Regions from separate parts of the Mus musculus genome. Here regions 1, 2, 4, 5, 6 and 7 are each linked to region 3. The links are chromatin contacts, called in public HiCAR-type and promoter capture Hi-C maps. All regions are on one chromosome and are shown on one strand. Each heading gives the region's core, a stretch centred on a gene start, on an enhancer-like site or on the middle of the called end of the contact. The rest is flanking DNA. Distances are from core to core; before and after follow the strand shown. Region 1 overlaps Itpr2 (inositol 1,4,5-triphosphate receptor 2). Region 2 overlaps Itpr2 (inositol 1,4,5-triphosphate receptor 2). Region 3 holds the start of Etfrf1 (electron transfer flavoprotein regulatory factor 1). Region 4 holds the start of 4930407I02Rik (a long non-coding RNA gene). Region 5 holds the start of Stk38l (serine/threonine kinase 38 like). Region 6 overlaps Itpr2 (inositol 1,4,5-triphosphate receptor 2). Region 7 overlaps Itpr2 (inositol 1,4,5-triphosphate receptor 2).

What was found. Promoter capture Hi-C pulls out the DNA fragments that hold promoters and counts their contacts. HiCAR-type assays count read pairs that join an accessible place to other places.
Region 1: a promoter capture Hi-C map of cranial neural crest shows a contact between it and region 3. The contact joins the enhancer-like site here to the promoter of Etfrf1 in region 3. A contact is called at or near these places in 5 of 39 promoter capture datasets (the 3T3-L1 cell line, cranial neural crest, hippocampal neurons and 2 more).
Region 2: a promoter capture Hi-C map of hippocampal neurons shows a contact between it and region 3, with 3 times the contacts expected there. The contact joins the enhancer-like site here to the promoter of Etfrf1 in region 3. A contact is called at or near these places in 4 of 39 promoter capture datasets (the 3T3-L1 cell line, 3T3-L1-derived adipocytes, cranial neural crest and 1 more), 3 of 115 datasets of contacts at active chromatin or transcription factors (the NIH/3T3 cell line, embryonic stem cells and epiblast stem cells) and 1 of 9 other capture datasets (embryonic stem cells).
Region 4: a contact with region 3 is called in a promoter capture Hi-C map of stem cell-derived epiblast-like cells, with 7 times the contacts expected there. The contact joins the promoter of 4930407I02Rik here to the promoter of Etfrf1 in region 3. A contact is called at or near these places in 3 of 39 promoter capture datasets (cranial neural crest, hippocampal neurons and stem cell-derived epiblast-like cells) and 1 of 115 datasets of contacts at active chromatin or transcription factors (astrocytes).
Region 5: a promoter capture Hi-C map of hippocampal neurons shows a contact between it and region 3, with 3 times the contacts expected there. The contact joins the promoter of Stk38l here to the promoter of Etfrf1 in region 3. A contact is called at or near these places in 3 of 39 promoter capture datasets (hippocampal neurons, liver and pre-B cells) and 1 of 9 other capture datasets (liver).
Region 6: a contact with region 3 is called in a promoter capture Hi-C map of pre-B cells, with 5 times the contacts expected there. The contact joins the enhancer-like site here to the promoter of Etfrf1 in region 3. A contact is called at or near these places in 6 of 39 promoter capture datasets (the 3T3-L1 cell line, the C10 cell line, the HPC-7 cell line and 2 more), 1 of 484 Hi-C or Micro-C datasets (the G1E-ER4 cell line), 4 of 115 datasets of contacts at active chromatin or transcription factors (astrocytes, microglia, pro-B cells and 1 more) and 1 of 9 other capture datasets (adipose tissue).
Region 7: a HiCAR-type map of astrocytes shows a contact between it and region 3, with 4 times the contacts expected there. The contact joins the enhancer-like site here to the promoter of Etfrf1 in region 3. A contact is called at or near these places in 8 of 39 promoter capture datasets (the 3T3-L1 cell line, 3T3-L1-derived adipocytes, cranial neural crest and 5 more) and 1 of 115 datasets of contacts at active chromatin or transcription factors (astrocytes).

Annotation. Positions count from the first base shown.
Region 1 is chr6:146,382,250-146,384,949 of GRCm38.p6, forward strand. Itpr2 (inositol 1,4,5-triphosphate receptor 2) reads right to left here. Exons shown (of 57, transcript NM_019923.4): 15 at 435-596. Among named protein-coding and RNA genes, the nearest start is that of Itpr2, 120 kb to the right of the region's middle. Within about 2 kb of position 1,267, at least 1 of the 459 cell types and tissues checked has an H3K27ac peak or open chromatin away from gene starts, as enhancers often do.
Region 2 is chr6:146,347,143-146,349,842 of GRCm38.p6, forward strand. It overlaps Itpr2 (inositol 1,4,5-triphosphate receptor 2), which reads right to left. Exons shown (of 57, transcript NM_019923.4): 25 at 1-91. Among named protein-coding and RNA genes, the nearest start is that of Gm35596, 130 kb to the left of the region's middle. Within about 2 kb of position 1,424, at least 5 of the 459 cell types and tissues checked have an H3K27ac peak or open chromatin away from gene starts, as enhancers often do.
Region 3 is chr6:145,209,714-145,212,413 of GRCm38.p6, forward strand. Etfrf1 (electron transfer flavoprotein regulatory factor 1) reads left to right here and starts at 1,434. Exons shown (of 3, transcript NM_133688.3): 1 at 1,434-1,539. Casc1 (cancer susceptibility candidate 1) reads right to left here and starts at 1,257. Exons shown (of 16, transcript NM_177222.4): 1 at 1,094-1,257. The coding sequence starts at 1,096.
Region 4 is chr6:143,259,290-143,261,989 of GRCm38.p6, forward strand. It overlaps 4930407I02Rik (a long non-coding RNA gene), which reads right to left and starts at 1,338. Exons shown (of 3, transcript XR_869574.1): 1 at 1,043-1,338. The region is part of intron 3 of D6Ertd474e (DNA segment, Chr 6, ERATO Doi 474, expressed); the gene reads left to right.
Region 5 is chr6:146,723,576-146,726,275 of GRCm38.p6, forward strand. Stk38l (serine/threonine kinase 38 like) reads left to right here and starts at 1,355. Exons shown (of 14, transcript NM_172734.3): 1 at 1,355-1,472.
Region 6 is chr6:146,269,909-146,272,608 of GRCm38.p6, forward strand. All of the region lies in intron 37 of Itpr2 (inositol 1,4,5-triphosphate receptor 2), which reads right to left. Among named protein-coding and RNA genes, the nearest start is that of Gm35596, 52 kb to the left of the region's middle. Within about 2 kb of position 1,418, at least 182 of the 459 cell types and tissues checked have an H3K27ac peak or open chromatin away from gene starts, as enhancers often do. A contact at or near this core is called in the G1E-ER4 cell line, the HPC-7 cell line, adipose tissue and 4 more, where this site is marked.
Region 7 is chr6:146,409,028-146,411,727 of GRCm38.p6, forward strand. All of the region lies in intron 9 of Itpr2 (inositol 1,4,5-triphosphate receptor 2), which reads right to left. Among named protein-coding and RNA genes, the nearest start is that of Itpr2, 92 kb to the right of the region's middle. Within about 2 kb of position 1,269, at least 171 of the 459 cell types and tissues checked have an H3K27ac peak or open chromatin away from gene starts, as enhancers often do. A contact at or near this core is called in astrocytes and liver, where this site is marked.

The sequences.
Region 1 (2,700 bases), core at 17-2,516, 1.2 Mb after region 3:
GATTAAAGGTGTGTGGCACCATGCCCTGACTGCTCCACACACATATACAGTATACTATGGTCATATCCACACACATATACAGTATACTGTGGCCATATCTGCCCTCCATTACCCTCTCTTTATGACTCTCACTCCTGAAAGATCCCACTTCTTCCCCCCAGTTAGTCCTATCTTTTTGTGTGTGCAAGCCTTATGCGGGTAGCCACATCTGCTATGTGTTCATGAACGCAACACCATGCCATACCCAGAAGATAGATATGCACATCCCACCATCGAGTCTAAGTCCTAAGAAAGAACACCTGTTTAACTCCACAGTTCTTATAGGTGGTTCTATGAGCTGCCACATACAACCCATCCTTGCAAAGTCCAGTTTCTTCCTCCTCCAGTGTGCACTTTAACAGCCACCAAAGCCAATGCTGAGGCTCCAGACCCACCTGGTTCTTCCTGTAGTCCTGCTGCGAATGCCGCAGCACACGGTAGCAGAGACGCAGCACATACTTGTACGGGGCGTAGCGCTGGTCGCCCAGGTCCTCCAGCCTCAGCATCGAACCTTCTCCAGCCTTCTCCTTGAAAGGTGCTTTAAGGATCCCAAACACCTAGAGGAATAAAAAAAAAAATCCTCCTGTTTTGATGGACACACGCGCATGCTTTGCACCATATTTGCATTTTTTTACAGATAACACAGACTTTAAAACACCGTAGAAATGTGTGACTGGAACTAATGCAAAGGCTGCCCGCTTCCTGCTTAGTGGGGGAGGACATTAGTGGTTGCTCGTCCTGGGTGATGAACACAAACAAACCAAACCCCGCTGCTTGCAAAGTCAAGGACAAATCCACTACATCAATATCATAATGGATTTTATTTAGAAATTGTATTTTATTAAGATGGTAAATACTTAGGTATTTGTATGAACCTACACAGAAATATTCAGATCAATTAAAATATGTTTTCTATATGTTTTTAGTATTCTGTTATTTTTTTTTGGTAACTTCCCCAAATTAAAACAATATAAAGGACATGTACAATTTTTTTAACCTGAAATTTACATCAGGTAATGGTTTCCAAATGTCACTCTCGCCTTGTTATAGGCAAAAGGAAATAACTCCAAATACATATGCAACCGTGATTCTAAATACATGAAATTCTCTCTGAGCCCCTTCACCCCCTCACAGTATGCAGATAAATGGCCACAGGAATGAATGCATTAACAAGAAGCCACAAGAGAGATTCTGGAGATGTCCCCACACCCACACACCCCATCTCTCACAGGGAGCCAAATTCTTGCTAGGTCAGGGAGCATGGGAAAGAAGTATGAGGAGGTAGCCCTGACTGCGGAGAGAAGCCAGCAGGCTGAGAGCGTTCTCTGAGAAGGATCATGTGATCAAGGCCATGAGCCTCGAGACAAGAATTCAACGTGGAAAGGAACTGTCCCTTGGAGTTCATGAAATATGACCGTATGTTTCCAGGAGACTTTTATGTTCTCAAATTTCTTTTTGCAATAGGTGTAGATTATTTCAGGGATCCACAACTGGTCAAAATACAGTGACTGCTTGGCCCTGGGGTGCCCATGTCTGATTAATACAACTACACACATCCCCTATACCTAAGACACAGAAAGTCACAGAAGAGGAGGTGGAAAGATTGTAAGGCCAGAAGACTCTTGAGAGTCTGCTGTGAGACTGTGCCTTTCATGTGTGACCTATGAACTCTAAACAACACAGTTGCCTGAGCAAGATCAGTGTAAGGACAGGTCCAGTTGACATGCAAACTTGAATAAGGGAAATTCCACATGACCCCACCCTCAAGAGAAGAGCTAGAGGTGATATGGTGCCTGCTCCAGGGACCAGGTCCCACACAGGTTGTCCAATACCAAGTGGTCAACACCGGACACAAATGAGGAACACTAAGTGAACTCAGTAGGTTGTGTGTGTGTGTGTGTGTGTGTGTGTGTGTGTGTGTGTATACATATATATATATATATATATATATATATATATATATATATATATATACACATACATACATATATATATATACATACATATATATATACATATATATATATACCTATAATAATGATAGGGGAAATCATGAATTTGGAGGAGAGAGAACTTGGAAGGGGAGAGGGTGAGGCAGATGTAAGATAAATGCAGTCAGTATTTATGTATGAAGTTCTCAAAAAATAATATTATTTTTGAAAAGAAGAATTTTATGTTCCCTAGACCTTGGATTATTCTGTATTTATATTATGAAATAAAAAGTTGGGCACAGCAGTTAATGTGCTCATAACTCACTCAAGGTCCTAAAAGTCCCTGAAATCAAATGCTTTCTGGAAACAATTTACTGCTGTCAGAAAGACTTTGTCCCTGAGACCTGAGACCTTTACCTTATTTCATGAAAACACTGTTTTCAGACATTCTGTGGATCTCAGCCACACTATGTCTTCAGGTTTCCTTTCCCAACTCAGCATGGAATGCCAATTACTGTTAATTAATTAGTGCTATGATAGGTATGTCTTTAAGGCTTTTCCTTGAGGCCATATGTAGTTGATACAAAAGCTAATTATTTTAATCGTTATTTATTATATTTATATAAAAATATAATTTGATATATTAACAAAACAATAAGACATGTAACTGCAAGAATGCCCATGTACAGGTTAGTAGGAAGCTAATTAATTTACTGGTACATTGTGCACT
Region 2 (2,700 bases), core at 174-2,673, 1.1 Mb after region 3:
CGGAGCATAGTCGTGCATGATCAGGTGGATGAGGACGCGTAAGAACGTCCTGCCTCCTTCATCATCAAGCTGAACTGGAGTTTTTTCTTTTCTATAAAACCAAAAGTAATTCTAAAACAACAAATTACATGATATCTATATTAAAGTCATTTCAATTATATCACGTTTTTAAGCGTTTATCCCTTGTGTTCCCAAAACAGGAAATTAAAAGGAAGACATTGTTGCTTCTTAATCTCCTATCATTGATGGAGGGACAGGGACAAAGGTGGTTCCTGGAGAATCTCAAGAGTCGATCAACAACACAGGGAGGTGCAGGCATTCAGTAATCCCAAGATCATTCTTCATTAATTGTTAGTTAGCATACAAATAAAGGAGTGGGGTTCATTATCACATTTTCATAAGTAGATCATTGTTCAAATTTTCCCACTATCTTCTTTGTCTTCCTTGCCCTTCCACTCGTCCCCCTTTATCCCTCAGAGTCCCCCTTTTGAAATCAACCAATGGCTGGTTTCCCCCAGAGCCCAAGAAATCACCACGTGGCAGTTGGGGAGGGACAGTCACAGTGCACAGCCATCACCCCTGGGGCTCTGTGTGCTTGGCACAGTGGGACTGGGAACAAGATTCACTGGGTGAAAGGTCTATCTGAAGGCATGCGTTGCTGCTGGTGCTGCACCGTGTTCTGAAGCACATACTCAGATGGCTCTGTTATAGGTGGCAGTTGTGCAATTGTGCCAGTCTGTATAGCCTAGCATATGTGTTATGCAATACATGTGGGTTCCATAGGTGGGAGGAAGAGAGAGATGACAGAGAGACAGATTACAGATTCATAGAGATAGGACACAGACAACAGATAGATGTACATATGGATGAATGATAACTAGAACTGGTAGGCAGAGAAGTGATAGCTCAATAGATAGTTGCACTCACAGACAGATAATTGATACACATGATACATAAATATACATAGATAATAGGCAGACAGATGATTTTTAAATAATAGGTATAGAGAGATATATAAATAGAGGATGGATACATAGATGATAGAGAGACAGACTGACAGAGTATAATCTATTGATTCTTGGATCAGGGCTAACAAAGCAGCACAAAAGTAACTGAAGCAAAGGAGAAGTAATACAGTCAGGAGACAAGGTATGTAAGCCGCGGTTGTGCATTCTCTCTCTCTCTCTCTCTCTCTCCCTCTCTGTCTCTCTCTCTCTCTCTCTCACACACACACACACACACACACAGAGTCACATACACATGCATATATACACACAGAGACACACAGAGTCACATACATACTCTTATACACACATACCAACATACATACACAGATACACATAGAGACACACATACAGACACACACAGAGTCATGCATATACACACATACTCTTTTACACACACACACATACATACAAACACACAGATACACATATAGACTCAAACAGACACATACACAAATGCATACTCTTACACACAGATACACACAGAGAGACAAAGTATACTCAACACATAAACCAGTAACTATCACTTGCAAGTGCTACATTCTGCGTGTGACTGCACATGCCACACACTGACACAGCCAGCTGTGTGGTGGTTCCCACACACTTCTCCAGACTCCTGACTAACACACTGTGATCTGACAGCAGGGTGGCTATGAGGTCACTGTCTCCGGGAATCTTTCAGTTCTTGCTATTTTACACCTGGGGTGTCACTGGCCAGGGTCATTATGCAGCTCATGTCTGCATTTGACAATAAAATCACAGGAGCTGGAGAGATGGCTCAGTTAAGAGCACTGACTGCTTTTCCAAAGGTCCTGAGTTCAATTCCCAGCAACCACATGGTGGCTCACAACCATTTGTAATGAGTTCTGATGCCCTCTTCTGGTGTGTCTAAAGACAGTGACAGGACAGTGTACTCACATACATAAAATAAATAAAATTTTTTTTAAAAAGAAAAGTCTGAAAAGGCTATATTTTAAAAAAAGAAAAGAAAATCAGACTGCCTTTATCTTTTTGCCCCAGAATAATAAAATATTGCAATAGAAAATCATAACAAAGGCCAGTATCACAGCAGAAAATAAGCTTACACCAAATGTTCACTAAACAGTAAGTCTTTGGGGGCTCCGGTCCTCCCTCCATTCCCTCCCCAGCCTCCCTTCCCTCTCTCTCACCCTCCTCCCCTACACAGAGTCACACTATGTAGCCTAGGCTAGCACGGAACTGTGGATCTTGGGGTTCTGTTAAACCTTAATTCTTGTTCCCCTTTCTAGAAAGGTACAGGGTAAACATTTTGTCTCCTCGGGCTACCTGAGGTCTGTAATAAAAATGAACTTCAGTAATTCTGAGATGTACTTTCTCATTGTGGTTGCTCTTAATCCATTTCTGAAAAAGAAACTTCACAACAATACACGCCAGGGACATGGTAGCAAAGGAGAGCACATATCACGCACGGGTTCCTGAGGCGCCTTACTTTCTTCCATCATGGACACTTAAGGATGGAAGAAATGCCTGGCTTCTCCTGCATAAAGCTAAAGACAACATCAAAAGAAGCTACTTTCTTGACTTGGTGAAGTGATGTGTTACAATGTTTATATAACAGAGCTAAGGACATTTGTATTCTCATCATCTAAGGAAATAAAAGCTAAGAATTCTGAGAGAGTTAACTATGCGGACCCGATTTCTGCCAGTTTTTAAAGAT
Region 3 (2,700 bases), core at 184-2,683:
TAGCGTTTGACCTGCTTATGAAAAGGGTCTGTAATTATTTCACCCAATTAAGAAGAGCTGATACTGGAACTGGACAGGCCTCTGGCTCAATATGGCTGGTACAGGTTACAAAGAGGAATCTTGGATACAGACCCTCATGAAGAAAATAAGCATCGTATGAAAAAAATGAGTTTACACTGCTACACACTAAAGAACTATTTAGAAGTAGAAGAGAGATCTGAATAAATCCCTGCCCCCATGCTGACACCCTGACCCCAGATGTTCAGTCTCCAGAATGGTGAGGTAAGCAGTTTCTACTGTTTAAGCAAACATGTTTATGGTACTTTGTTTCCTGGAAGCCCCATGATACAGTTAGGTTTGAAGCTGCAACCTCCTGGAATCTACATTTTAAATATTCCCCCAAATGGCTTGGAAGTCTTTGAGAAACAGTGCTATGTAGATAGGAAAAAGAAATTAAATCCACCTTTCGATGTAGCAAATACGTGCTTGTTCTTGTAATTTGCCAGCAGTCTTAACTTGGCTGATGACCCATTGGGGGTCTTGCCAGGGGAGGCCTTCACTACCCATTTCTTCCCACCACTTACAGAAAATACATACTTATATCTTAAAAGAGACTGAAAAGCACCAATCTTTTCTTCTCTCCTACCCTTAATAGCTTGATTACTCCGCTTTAGATACACCAGCTGTTACCTTGGTAAAGCTTGTGTCTGATATTCTGCTTAACTGACAGAGCCGGAGGGCTGTAATATTCTCCTTTGTGTGTCTCTGGCTTCCAGCCAGCAAACACAAATAATGCACTCTGAATCTCCCCTCAACGAGTGTGATAATTGATGATCTCTTGATGGAGAATGGGAAACAACACACGAAATTTGCTCCATATTGTTCTGCGTTGGAATGAAAACTTTTCTGACAAGGCAGTCAGAGCCAAAGTGGGAATGTACATCACCGGAAGCTAGTAAAGTTTAGTCACTGCAAAGATCTGGATCTCGCCACCTCTGGATCGCACTGCCCCTGTCTGCCTGCCCTCCCTCGACAGCGCTGAAGTGGAATCCGCACTTGCCCCTTTCCTGTCTCCCTCACTTTCCTGGCTTACCATGACAGAAGCAGGAACTTTGCTTAGGGATAAGTGAACTCTGCAGAGCAGGAACGCTCACGGTTGTCAAGACGACAGGCCACGCCCACTCACAACTCCCAGTGTTTTGCGAAGGACAACCTGCGCAATCGCACTGTAGTCTTCCGGTGAGTACTGCCCAAGTCGTAGACTGGTTACACAAGCCACACTTCCCACATAAGGTACGCCCACATCGCGGCTTTTACCTAATCCCGCCCATTTCCGCCTGATGCCCCGCCCCAGCAAAGAAAGCGGCCTCGAGTCCCATACACTGCTGCCTGTAGTCCCGCCCTGAGCCCACCCCCGCCTCTCAGCTCCGCCCACTTCCGGCAGACGGTCGGAGCATTTACGGCCGTGGTGCCGCAAAGCGCTGGAGTGAGGCGGTCTGAGCAAGCTGTCGTCTGGACCCCAGACCTGCTGGTGGTGAAGTATGCCTTAGGCGAGGGCTTCCGGGCGTGGGGAGAGCTGCGTCTCACACTGAAACGCAGGCTGACCTGGAACTCGCGGGCATCCCTCAGCTTCCTCCTGAGAGCTGGGGTTATAGCCGAGGCCCGCCACGGCCAGCCTTGTAAAAAGGTTTCTTCCTCGCTTCTTTTGCGTCTGGACGAGCCCTTCCCGGGGGATCTGGGGAATGGCGCCAGCTCACGACTAGGTGAAGCCATAGGTTCCGGGCGGGTCCCCCAGGGAGTCATCTGGCCACAAAGGCGAGCTCCAAGAGGGTCGCTACCTTGATATTAAAGTAGTACAGATTCTTCACTGATCGTGGGAGTTTAGTTTCTATGCAAAGCATTCGCCCTTCTCAAGAGCTGCTCACACACTAGTTTAACGTGACTTCTAAGAACCAGTAAGCCATTGTTGTCCCAAGGTCACGGAGCGCTGTACTGTTGTGGCAGCCTGCAGAATTTCAGCCCTTCTCCATAAGAAAAGGCACTTGAGACGTAGAGGAATGGAGACAGTTCTTTAACCCAACCCCAGCTTACGGCCCGTCTAACCCAAGATAGAGTACTAATGCTCTGTCCCTTACATAAACTAAATGTTCTGTTCAGTAGGACTGACAGCTAGTTTTTGTGGGTTAAGGTCATTGGTTGCACAACACTTAAGACCTTACTGCCCTCCGAACCTTGGTAATGAGATAAAAACTTAACACCTACTGCATATAAATTCAAATTTGTTTTATCTTAGCTGTTGAGGTATGGAAGGTAGCCTTTGTTTTGAATTATTCAACAAAGCAACTACTAGTGTTTAGTGACAGAAAACCTCAGACTAAACTAGGAAGTGGTGTGGAAGTACAGTAATTAACATGGTGACTCAGGAGAAATGGCCTTACTCAAAATCACTGTGTCATTATCAACTTCTCTCCTAAGAGGAAAACTAATAGTAGAGATGTGTTAGATCCCATGGTTCAAGACTCTGTGCATGCTTTTTTGAGTTTTGATGTCCTCTAGTCCCTGGGCAGGATTTGTGAGTAATAAGAGGGCTGCTTTCTGGCATCTCTTCATCTTGACACGGGTTGTACTAGCCCCTCTCTCCTGTCATGTACCTGTACCATCTAAAGGCGTATGGTCGCACAACCTCTGGTATGGGGAAAT
Region 4 (2,700 bases), core at 88-2,587, 2.0 Mb before region 3:
AATCTAACGCTCCCCAGCGACGCGAGTGGAGCCGCATTTAAGAAAGGCAGCCTGGTGTAGAATAATGATGGAGTAAGTAAATGACATGGAACTATGACGGATTCTAAACCCAACTGGAAAATCGAGAAAGAGAACCAAGTGCCGTGCAGAATGACAACTTGACAATACCCCGGAGCAGCAGGCCACATCCTGACACAGTTACCCGTCCCTGTCCCTGTGCCGGGGGCGGGCATTGGTGTCTGGGCTCTCTGTTGGAACAGTGTGGCTTTGTGGCCCATTTTCCCACCCCTTTGTCCCTTACTTAGACTGGCTGGCTTTTGCGGCTCTTCGGCAGGATCCTAGCAGCCCCATACGGGGTAGACAGAACCTGGAGGTCGGCTGTGTTAATATGTCTTTCTAATTGAAGACGAGATTAAAAAAAAAAAAAGGAATTACTAATGCCAAAGCCATTTATGAAATTCTACAACAGGGAAAAGCCCCCGAAAAAGAAACAGATTCCTAAACCTAGGCGAGGTGTCAAAATTTAAGATTATTTTATCCTCCTGTATGCAGAGTCGCAGGAAAAAAAAAAACAACAAAAAAACAAAACAGCGGGCGGTCCAAGTACATCAATCAGAGGAGACAGCACATTCTAGACTGGGAATATAATTAAGTAGAAGATATAAAAATAGGATTTCCCAACCTGGCAAGTGGAAACATAAACCAACTGGCAGAGGAAGGGCGAGAGGAGGGTCCCACTCCCATGGAGTAACTATGGAGAAGGGAGAGCAAACAGGAAATAGACAGCAACCGGTGAAGGGGGAGAGGGCGGGAGGGAGCCGGGAAGCTATTAAGTGTGAGGGAGGGTGAATGTGCCAAGACCTGATTTTAGCCTCCAGTTAGCGAATTCGGGGGTGAAGATACTGTCACATTTTGTGAAATACTGATACACCATCCTGTGGAGAACTGATTTGATACATTTAGCCGCAAACTGAGTTAGTCTCTTTGCTCAACAGAAAACAAAGCGCAATTACATCTTGAAAACAAACATTTTTTACTTTACCGGCACCGTGGGTCAGGAATGGGAATAAGTCGCTTTCCAGTCAGAGGCAGGAGACCGCAATACAGGGCCTGCTTCTAAAGGCACCTGTGGTCCACACTGAGGAGCGCTTTACTGATGGGACTAATTGGATCGTGTTTCCTCCCTCCCTTACTCAAAACTCATTAGACAAAAGAATAAAGCTAGACACATGCCCTACCTTCCTTAAGAGGGGCCGCGAGAAAGTGAAAAAAAAAAAGCTGCTTAATAAAATATAACAAAATTGTTTCCCTTTTATTTCTCCACCATAACAAGTGCAGTTCTGGGAGGAGGGTGGGGGAAGACTTCTCTCAGCTGGGCTAGCGCTAAAGCGCCTTTTCTTATTCCTTACGCTCTACTTAAAAGCTATCAATTTAGACCTGTCCTATGTATTGCCCCGTGAATGGAACAAGGCTTTGCGGTCTTTAATTAAGGGTGAAAAACTCTTTGAACATCTCCGCGTTCCTGTGTTCATGTGTGGAAGGCCTGGTGTAACAAAAGAATTTAATCAAACTACAAGCCTAATAAAGACTACATTGCCTGAACTAAATGCTGAGATTGTGGTCGGAACTCTGAGTTTTACATTTAAAAAAGCGGGTCAGAGCGTTCATTCATCTTGATTAGCGATGCCAACCTAATTACTTCTGGAGGAAACAGTAATTAGCTGGAGTCTCACCTCATTAATCATGACATTCTTGTAGAAGACTATTTTTATCTGATAAATGCCTGGGATTGGAACAAGGTGTATATTTGAATTCTGGTTAATTGTACACAGCTTGCTGCATTGCATTTTGCGTTTTTAATCGTTTAACCACTTCCTTGCTGCGGGCCTCTGGAGGACCATGAGCTGCTGACTTCCATCCTTGTGGTGAATTTTTTTTTTTTTTTAAATCTGACTTAATGAGAGAGTTGGTTCTTGTTAGCAAACAGATCACAGGTTGTGTCCCAGGGACTTGGAGGACAGGATGAAAACAAAGCTAGGATGTGTAGATGAAGTCGCTCAGACTTGGTGGGACAGACACAGGGTTTCTGTGGATTGGATATGTAGATGAAGTCGTTCAGACTCGGTGGGACAGACACAGGGTTTCTGTGAAGGATTCAAGATGAATGAGGCCATTGTGTAACCCACGAAGCGGCTTGCATATGACCAGTTCTGACTACAGACTTGCAGCACACAGCAGGGAATCTTAATATGTTGAGTCGGCTCCTTTGAGCCTCTTACCTGGAGCTGACCCTAACACAGGGGTCATAGTTGGAAGGCAGCCTTGACTCAGTTGTATCTAGAGTCACTTTGCCTGCGGCCCCGTGGGTTCTAACTGCTTTACCCTGTACCAGAGTTTCTAGGACTAAGTAGTCACTCAGGTTAATAAATTGGTTGTTTCCTTCTGGCTCCTTTCTGGTTCACAACTCCTTCAGTAACTCTCTAAAGGAGCGCCAGTGAATACAGACAGAGCCCTCAAATCACGGCTTACAACCATGTAAGAGGTTTGCCTACAGCACATCCTGATGTCAGAGTGGGGGCTGCATGAGTCGCTCCTGCCCGGTGTCAGTCAGTTCCCTGAGCTTACATGGCTGGTACGGAAACAGACATCTAGAGTCTTCAGGGATGACTATCAGGCTCAAGAGACTGATGTATGATATAA
Region 5 (2,700 bases), core at 105-2,604, 1.5 Mb after region 3:
CGAGTGCTGGGATCAAAGGCGTGCGCCACCACACCCGGCTCCAAGAATGGATTTGTTAATAGTGATTGGGAATATTGGTTTGTCTTACTCAAAGACCAGTTTTATCTTAAAAAGCAAAACTCTTGTCACTTTCCCAAAACTCTCCCCTGTGTTCTCCATGGGAAAGTGATTTTCTAAATATCACACACTCTTCTCCCTTTATCCACAGATTCACTTTGGCAGTACCCACAGTCAACCATGTTCCAAAATTATGAAGTGGAAAATTCCAGAAATAAATGATTCACCAGTTTTAAACTGAAAATGCCGTTCTAAGTAGCCAATGAAGTCTCTCACTCCCCTCACTGTGTTGCTCCCAGGACGCTAGCAGTTCCTCTGGAGTGTCAATGTTGTGTATGTGAAACTCCTGGCCCCCTGGGAGGCATGGTCCTTGTTCCAATAATCCTCATTTTATTTCATAATAGCCCCAAAGCACAAGAGCAGCTGGCTGTCTACATCAAAGATAAGATTTAGCCTGCTTTTGTATTGTTAAGACTGGGTCTCACTCTGTAGCTCTAGCTGGGCTCAAACTCACTATGTAGCCCAGGCTGGTCTCAAACTTGCCGCAGCTTCTGCCTCAGCCTCCTTGGTGATGGGATTACATGCATGAAACACTGTACCTGGCGTCAAAGTTTGTTTGTTTGTTTGTTTTTTTAAAGTAAATGTTGTTGAGGTTGCTTAAATCTATGGTTCGGTTGTTAATCTCTTACTGTGCTGGATGTATAAATTAAGAGTAGGTGTGTGTAGGACACACAGTGTATAGTGTTTGGCTAGTCCGCGGGTCCTGAAGTTTGCCTGCCTACCTTTGATGCGAAGGGAAGAGACAATGACGACGACAATTTTCTAGCCTAATGCTGTATGTTATGTTGTCAACTGCTCTGGGATTTTTCAGGTAAGTTTAGCAAATTTTCATGTATGCTGGTAAGTTTCTTGTGGTCTTCCTAAATTCTAAATCCTCCTAAGCCTTTCGGGTTCAGTTATAGAGACGTGGAAGTCACAGAGCTGCTACATTGGTGATCTCTCCTCTATGGAGCCATCTTTGCATTGCCTTGAGGAGAGCTCCATCACACCAGGCCTCTCTCAGGGTCAGGCAGAACCAGTTAGAACTGGAGAGGGCCATGAGACAAGAACGTTACAACGCCCAGTAGTGATTAGACTGAGCTCAGGTTCCTGGACCAACCTACACTTCCGCCCGCGAAGGTGGGGGTCGGTACTGGCGCTGACGCCAGAAGGACACTTCCGCCTGGGTGCGTATGACGTCAGGGGCGACCCCTTTAAAAAAAAAAATCTAGGAGATCAAGTCTCGCGAGATTCTGGCGCGGCCGCTTTGGCACCGCCTCACGGGGCGGGACGAGGCGGGGCCTGGCGCGAGAGACGCGCGCCGCGGGCTGCGGTGACTGAGGAGGAGGCTGAGCGGGCGCGGGCGACACCGGCAGGTGAGAGCGGGCGAGGGCACCGGCGCCGGCGCGGGGCAGGGCCGCGGGGCTAGGGCGGCGCTCGCTGCGGGGAGGTGTGAGGGGCTTGGCGCGGTACAGCCCGCGGCGCCCAGCCCAGGTGTCCCTGGCGGAGCGGAGAACCGCGGCCGTGCGCGGCGTCCCCGGGCTGCAGGCGGGGCCGCGCCCCCACCGCCTGTCAGTCACCGGGGCCTTCGCCGAGCCGGGTGCGGCAGCCTGCGTACCGGGAGCGGAGCCGCCAGCCCCGCGCGCGTCCTGCTCCGGGCCCACCTTCCCGTCCCCTCCGGACGCAGAGGGCACGGCTCGCCGGCACAAAGTTGCCGGTGCACAGCGACGGCAAACTGTGCCCGAGCCGCGGCGTCCCTGTCACCGATGCTACTTTCTCTGTTGCGGGGTCGCTCTTGGGTCCCGAAGTTTGGAGAAACGCGGTGAAGAGATGCGAGGTGGGTCTGGAGCAGCGGCTGGTGTAGAGGTGCGCTGCTGCCGCCCCTCGGGACTCACTCGGTGCAGAGCCGGCGCGCTCTCCGGCTCCTCTGCAACTTGGGACGCGTTTCGGTAGAAGCCACTTATGGATTTGGCTCTGGTATTAGCCACACGACTGCCAAGAAGCCAGGCGAACAAAGTTCAATGGTTTTAAGGTGGTGATTACCCCTTATTTGGCAGTCGTGGCTTAAATCGGTCAGGTCTCCCTACTTTAAGTCAATAAGCCTTGCAATTTGCATATCAAGTTGTCTTGATGTCTCACGCACAAGCCTAAATGGAAAGGTTTTTCTCTTACGCCTCAGGATATATAAAACAATTAAGTTTATTATGCTCTTTCCCTCGTGGCCAAGAGGCACTTTATTTGAGTTAGTTGCTCTTGTGTCTATTTGGGGAGATAATTTAGTTAAATATACGATAAATTATGATATTGCGCGAGGTCATAAAAGTACTTTTATTTGGAAAATCCTGGTCTCAGAAGAAGTACAAGGGATAAAAGTTTGGTATTTGCCTTCGCTCTGCTGAGCGTTTTTTCTCCTAGTTAGAGGCCCGATTAGGCATCCCATTTGTTGGGATGTGTTTAGAATGAGAAGCATAGTTCGGTGTAGTTTCCGTGCTCTTTTGAAAGGCCTTGCTGTTAAGTAATGAACAAATTAGACTCAGAAAAACCACATTAAATAGAATACTGGAAGTCTCAGCACTTGTTTTCTTGAGTTTGCTTACAAATAAG
Region 6 (2,700 bases), core at 168-2,667, 1.1 Mb after region 3:
CTTTGGTCCAGTGGAACGATCATGCCTCCTACAAACATGCATTCTGCTGACAGGAAAGTAAATCACACACGTGTGTCGAATGTCCCGCCTAAGTCAGATCATCTATGAAAGAGCTGATTGTTATAATCTCATTTTGAGTGTGTTAGAAAACAACACGCAGAATCCACATATGTACGATAAGGTTGGAATAAAAATGGGGATTTCAACAAACTCCCATCCGGAGGTTTTAACGAATAAGAGAAAAATAAAAAGACCTTTTGCAAGAGGGAAAAAAATGAACAACATTGGTTTTGTTACAGTTTAAGAGGAACCTACCCAAAATCACAGAACTGAACAGCTAATCCCTGTTGACACAGCAGAGTGGACTGAGTCTGGGCTTCAGGGCCTTTGATTTCTACTCACAGCCATTAGCATCGGTCTGACTGCTGAAATCCTGCAGGCAGGAAGCCAGAGGCGGTCAGGAGAGCTGAGCCCAAGTTGGCTGTATTCTGGGTTCTCTGTGAGGCCCCAGGGAAGATAAATGAACCCTCAGCCTCTCTCCCTACACCGACCGACCGCTGCCTTCCTGCAGACTCCAGATCTCCTTCTGAGAGATGCAATCTGAAGTCTCAGCCATATAATAAGGGTGAATTTCTGACTGGTCCCAATTCCACAACTCTCACAAAGAAAGTAAAATCTGCCCAAAGTTTCTAACTTCAGATAACCTTCTAGGTTATCTGAAGAGCCGGAAAGATGGCCCCACAAGGACAAAGGCCCCAAGGGTCTGGCACCCTCCACGGCCCATGTGGATACCTGCATATGCAGATGCACATACACAAACAAAGATAAAATAAAAATCTTTTAAAAAGAAAAGTCCACTTGAACTCATAATTTAATTTTTTCTCACTAATGTTCCTTAAAATTTGCAAATTTCCTTTTTCCTTCATAGACCACGCATTGGGGGAAAATACTGGTTGCTACCTACACAAATTCCCAAAAATAATGTCCAGTATGTTACTTTTGTAGTAGTAGTAGGAATAGTTGTTGTTGTTGTTGCATTAATTGCTGAATCATCATAAAAATATTTTTAAGTGATGTGGGACAAGTTTTTCTAGTGAGGAGGACTGAGTTGCTTCCCTCCACTTCATTATTTGTCCGTATTACATAATACTTAATTTTCTCTCTTCAGGAGCATAATGAGATACAGACAGACAGACAGCAAATGTCCTTGCTGGAATTAGTGTGCACACTCATCAGTTATGTGCAGCCGATCAACATCTGCTTTCTAGTACAGAGCGGCCAAAGCTTCTCTCACGCAGACTCACGGATCCTTCAGAGCAACTGAATTTCAGGCAATGGCATTGCACAGCACGTGACTTGTCTCCAGTGAAGCACAGCGCCAGACACTGCAGGAGTTACATAACCACAGGCTGCTGCTGGCAGAGCCGCCTCAGTGGCTCAGCCGTCCGTGTCTCCTCCAACCACACCCTGCAGCTCTGATATGCAGTGTACACATGTGTTGTCATGTGCCTGGGGACTTTCTTGGCAGTGAACACAAGACACGGTTTCCTGCCTACCAGTAGGGAGAGGTCTTTTTTAAAAGTGATCACACTGTATACAGATCATATCAGGACAGAAGTCACCACAAGCCACAGCAAAAGCAGGTGTCAAATGTACACTGTACAACTCTCCCCCTGCCCTTTCAAATAAACTTTTAGATTGTGGCTACATTGGGATAATTTATTTAAGATGTTATAGTAAGTATAACCAATTGTCAATCATAAGTGTTTCTCCAAATGTGAGCCCCAAGGAACAACTAACTCCAGACACACATGGTTTGTTCCCAGCGCTTGGACAGAACACGCACTATCATGAGATATCATGAGTATATCTAGTTTCCTGGTGATGCTACTCTGTTAACGCTGAGCTCACATGAGTGTGGTGAATGTGACTGAGCATCTACGCACCCCCAGGCCTTCTCTTATGCTAATGCTGGGCCCTAGTGAAAAAGCACTGAATGCCAAATGGACACCTATCCTTTTCTGTATTCGAATTCTCATTCTAAAAAAAAAGTCTATCTACATACAAAGATCCTGAACCCAGGTATAAAGCAATCAATGTGTGCCTGCTATTTTCAAAAACAAGAGCTTGGCAGGCAACCTGCGATGGTATGAACTTGACACATGAAGAGAAAGCAGAGACTACCCACAAACACACAGAAGAAGTGACAAACATGTGTTTTTCAGGATTCCAAGATGCACCTATGTCTTTATTAAATACCAAAGTAATACCGAAGGAAGCGATTTAATATTACAGTAGCTAAAATTAAACAGGGGAAGAGTTGTTTAAAATAACACCAATGACTAGAATTCTGAATAAAACCTGAACTAGATTTAGGTAGAAACAGTTTTGATCTCACCTGGCTTGAATATTTAAAATTATATAGTGAGAATTCAAAGTATCAATGAGAAGAAATGAAAACATTTATATAATTTAAAGGTTTGTACTCAGCTACTCCAAGAGACATCATTTATGGAACAGTGACGCCTACTGGTAACTTGTGATATTGCATCTCAATTGTAGCCCTGCTCTATGGTCTGCCCACTGACATCTAAGGAGGCAGGGAGGCCATATACACAGGTGTTGAAGTTGGAGCAACCAAAATATGTTATAGACACTCAGAAGTATGTCACAAATAATGCTATTAGTTTGTGCAAATAA
Region 7 (2,700 bases), core at 19-2,518, 1.2 Mb after region 3:
AAAATTAAAAAAAATAATTATTCCTGGTGTTCAAGGAAACCATTAAAGGGCAGGTTGAATTTTAATCAGGAGATAAGGGAGAGAGATCACCACAAGTAAGAGAAGTAGGACTAATTTGAGTTTGCAGAACCTCTTGTGTGATGTTTCTTTAAAAATGCTTTTGAGAGTTCATTCATTTAACTTCACAATTCCCCTTCTGAGAAATGTTCTTAATCCTTAATTCTTCACAGATGAGATGTGGGCTACTGACGGGAATGTCACACAGAGCCATGTGTGACAGGTCTGAGGAATGCAAGCCACACCCCAAGAGACTGCAACATCTCCTCTCCTGCCTCCAGCAAACAGAAAGGTGTGAGCCAAAACAGAACGACTCCACAGATAGGCTCTTATGCTGAAGGAAAGATTTCCCGGGACCTCAGAGGCTTTTAAGCTAAAGGGAAGATCATGCCGCACGAAAGAGGCTGTTAAATGAATGATGTTTACATCAGTCTTATATGTTTACAGTCATCAGCATCTAAGTGTAGAAACTGCCATGGAAAGATATGCTTATCTTGATTCCCAAGTTGTGATGCCTATAACCGGGGAGGAGAGGTGTCACTGTGGGGAAATGACCCGAGTTCTAAGAATATTTCATGCATTTATAAGACCGTGAGATAGCCAAGATCAAATTCAGGGTCCACAAGGTGGAGAGAGTGGATGAGAGAATGTAGTGGTTACTGGCAATATCGACAGGTAGCCTTCATCAAAACACACAATTAAAGTGCAGTGTGCAGAAGAGAAAGTCAGGTCGCCACAAGAGTCTCGCTAACTGTACCGAGTCAGATGCAGGATGCCAGCAGTCTTACACTCACACAACAGAAGGAAACAGACTGAAATCACAGAAGCCCATGATTCACGCTCATAGTCTTGCTTTCTAGTCCTTTGGGGGTGGGGGTGAAGGTGGGGGCACAAGTGGGTTCCTGAATGCAGGTGCAGTACTTGTAGAGACCAGAAGAGGGCACCAGACCCTTTGGCAACCTGAGCGAGGAGCGCCAACCACACTGCAGGTCCCAGGGATAGCCGTCATCTGCTTAAGCAATCTCCCAGCTGAGCCATTTCCCTAGCTAGCTGCTGTTGTTTTGCTTTTGGGGTTTTGTTTTAGTTGGTGTTTGTTTCTTTTCTTTTTATTTATTTTTTTTCTAGAAAGTGTCTTCTATGTGGGCCTCAGACTCAACTTTACAGCTGCTGCTGCTGCAGACAATCCTGGCCTCCTGCCTCCTCACTCTCAGAGCATGGGACGCCAAGACTGTCCTCTTCCAGCACTTTAGTGGTTTTTTTTATTAACTGTTCCTAGGAGTATTGGAGTTAGGAAGTAGGGGTTTAGTGCCATCTAGTGGACGCTTGACCTAGTTACAAACAAATAAGCGAGCCCATTTTCTTCACTGGGGTGTGTGTGTGTGTGTGTGTGTGTGTGTGTGTGTGGTGTACATCACTCACTTCTTTTTTTAATTGACACTGTATTTCACTGGCTTAGAGCCCTCCTGATGGGCTAGGCTGGCTGGCCACAGAGCCTGTCTCCATTTACCCAATGGTAGGATTACAAGCACAGGCCCCCACGCCTGGCCCTTCTCAGGTAAGTCCCGAATGGCAAGAACCCCGTGCTTTCAAGGCAAGCAGCTTATTCACTGAGCTCTCCCCAACTCCCAAGTAAGCTACTCTAGAAGGAAATATGACAGCCAGGTGTGGCGGCACGCACTTGGAAGGTGAGGCAGGAGTATCAGGAGTTCAAAGCCAGTCTCTGAAAAATAGCAAGTTCGAGTCCAAACAAAATGAGACCCTGGCTTGCCAAGCCAAAGGCCATGTGAAATCTTTAACAAAATTATTTTACATTCTTTGCTTTGTCTTGCTTTGGAAAGAAATACCAAGTTGTTGCTTTAGTGACTGAGCTCCACAGTGTGGAAATGTCTGAAGCAGTGAATGGGGAGCAGAGATGCCCGAGTGTTGCCCTTCCCACGGGGCAGGATTGGTTCCAAGGCTGTGTTAGCCGTTCCTCAGATGACGTTGTTTTCTCTCCCACAGGCACGGTCCCGAACTTAAGGTCTCTAAGTCACAGCGTCTGCACAGTTGTACAGTCCGCATCTGCCACCTTCACCTTGACTGACTAACTCATGTGTCCCAAGGAAGTGACATTACAGAGAGACAGGTGACAAGTCTGCAATCACATAAAGTCCAAATGTCTGAATTACCCGTCCTGTAATTAAATGCTTATTTCTACATTTCAACCCTGGTTTTCTGGCCCTCTATGTTTCTGGAAAGTTAATCTGCATCTTCTAACACTGTGTGGCGAGTCTCCTCATGCTGAGGAAGGGCATCTTTTAACCTCGGCTACTCATGGTCTTGCAGAATAAAACCCACGTGTATCCTCCAGTGCTGTCCTAAGCGTTGATGCTTTCTACATTCACCATAATGTAGAGCCTGGTCTTCAGTGGCTTACAACTGTGCATGCTCGGTGTACAATCGCTTGCTGAAGCCCCACTGCGCATGCTCGGTGTACAAGCGCTTGCAGAAGCCCCACTGCGCATGCTCGGTGCACAATCGCTTGCTGAAGCCCCACAGGAAGTGCTCTGCTTGCCTTGGACTCTGTTTCTACAACAATCATAAGCTCATCGTGTTCTTCTGAATGACTTAACTTCATAGCTGAATGCTGGTTTAACGGGTTGT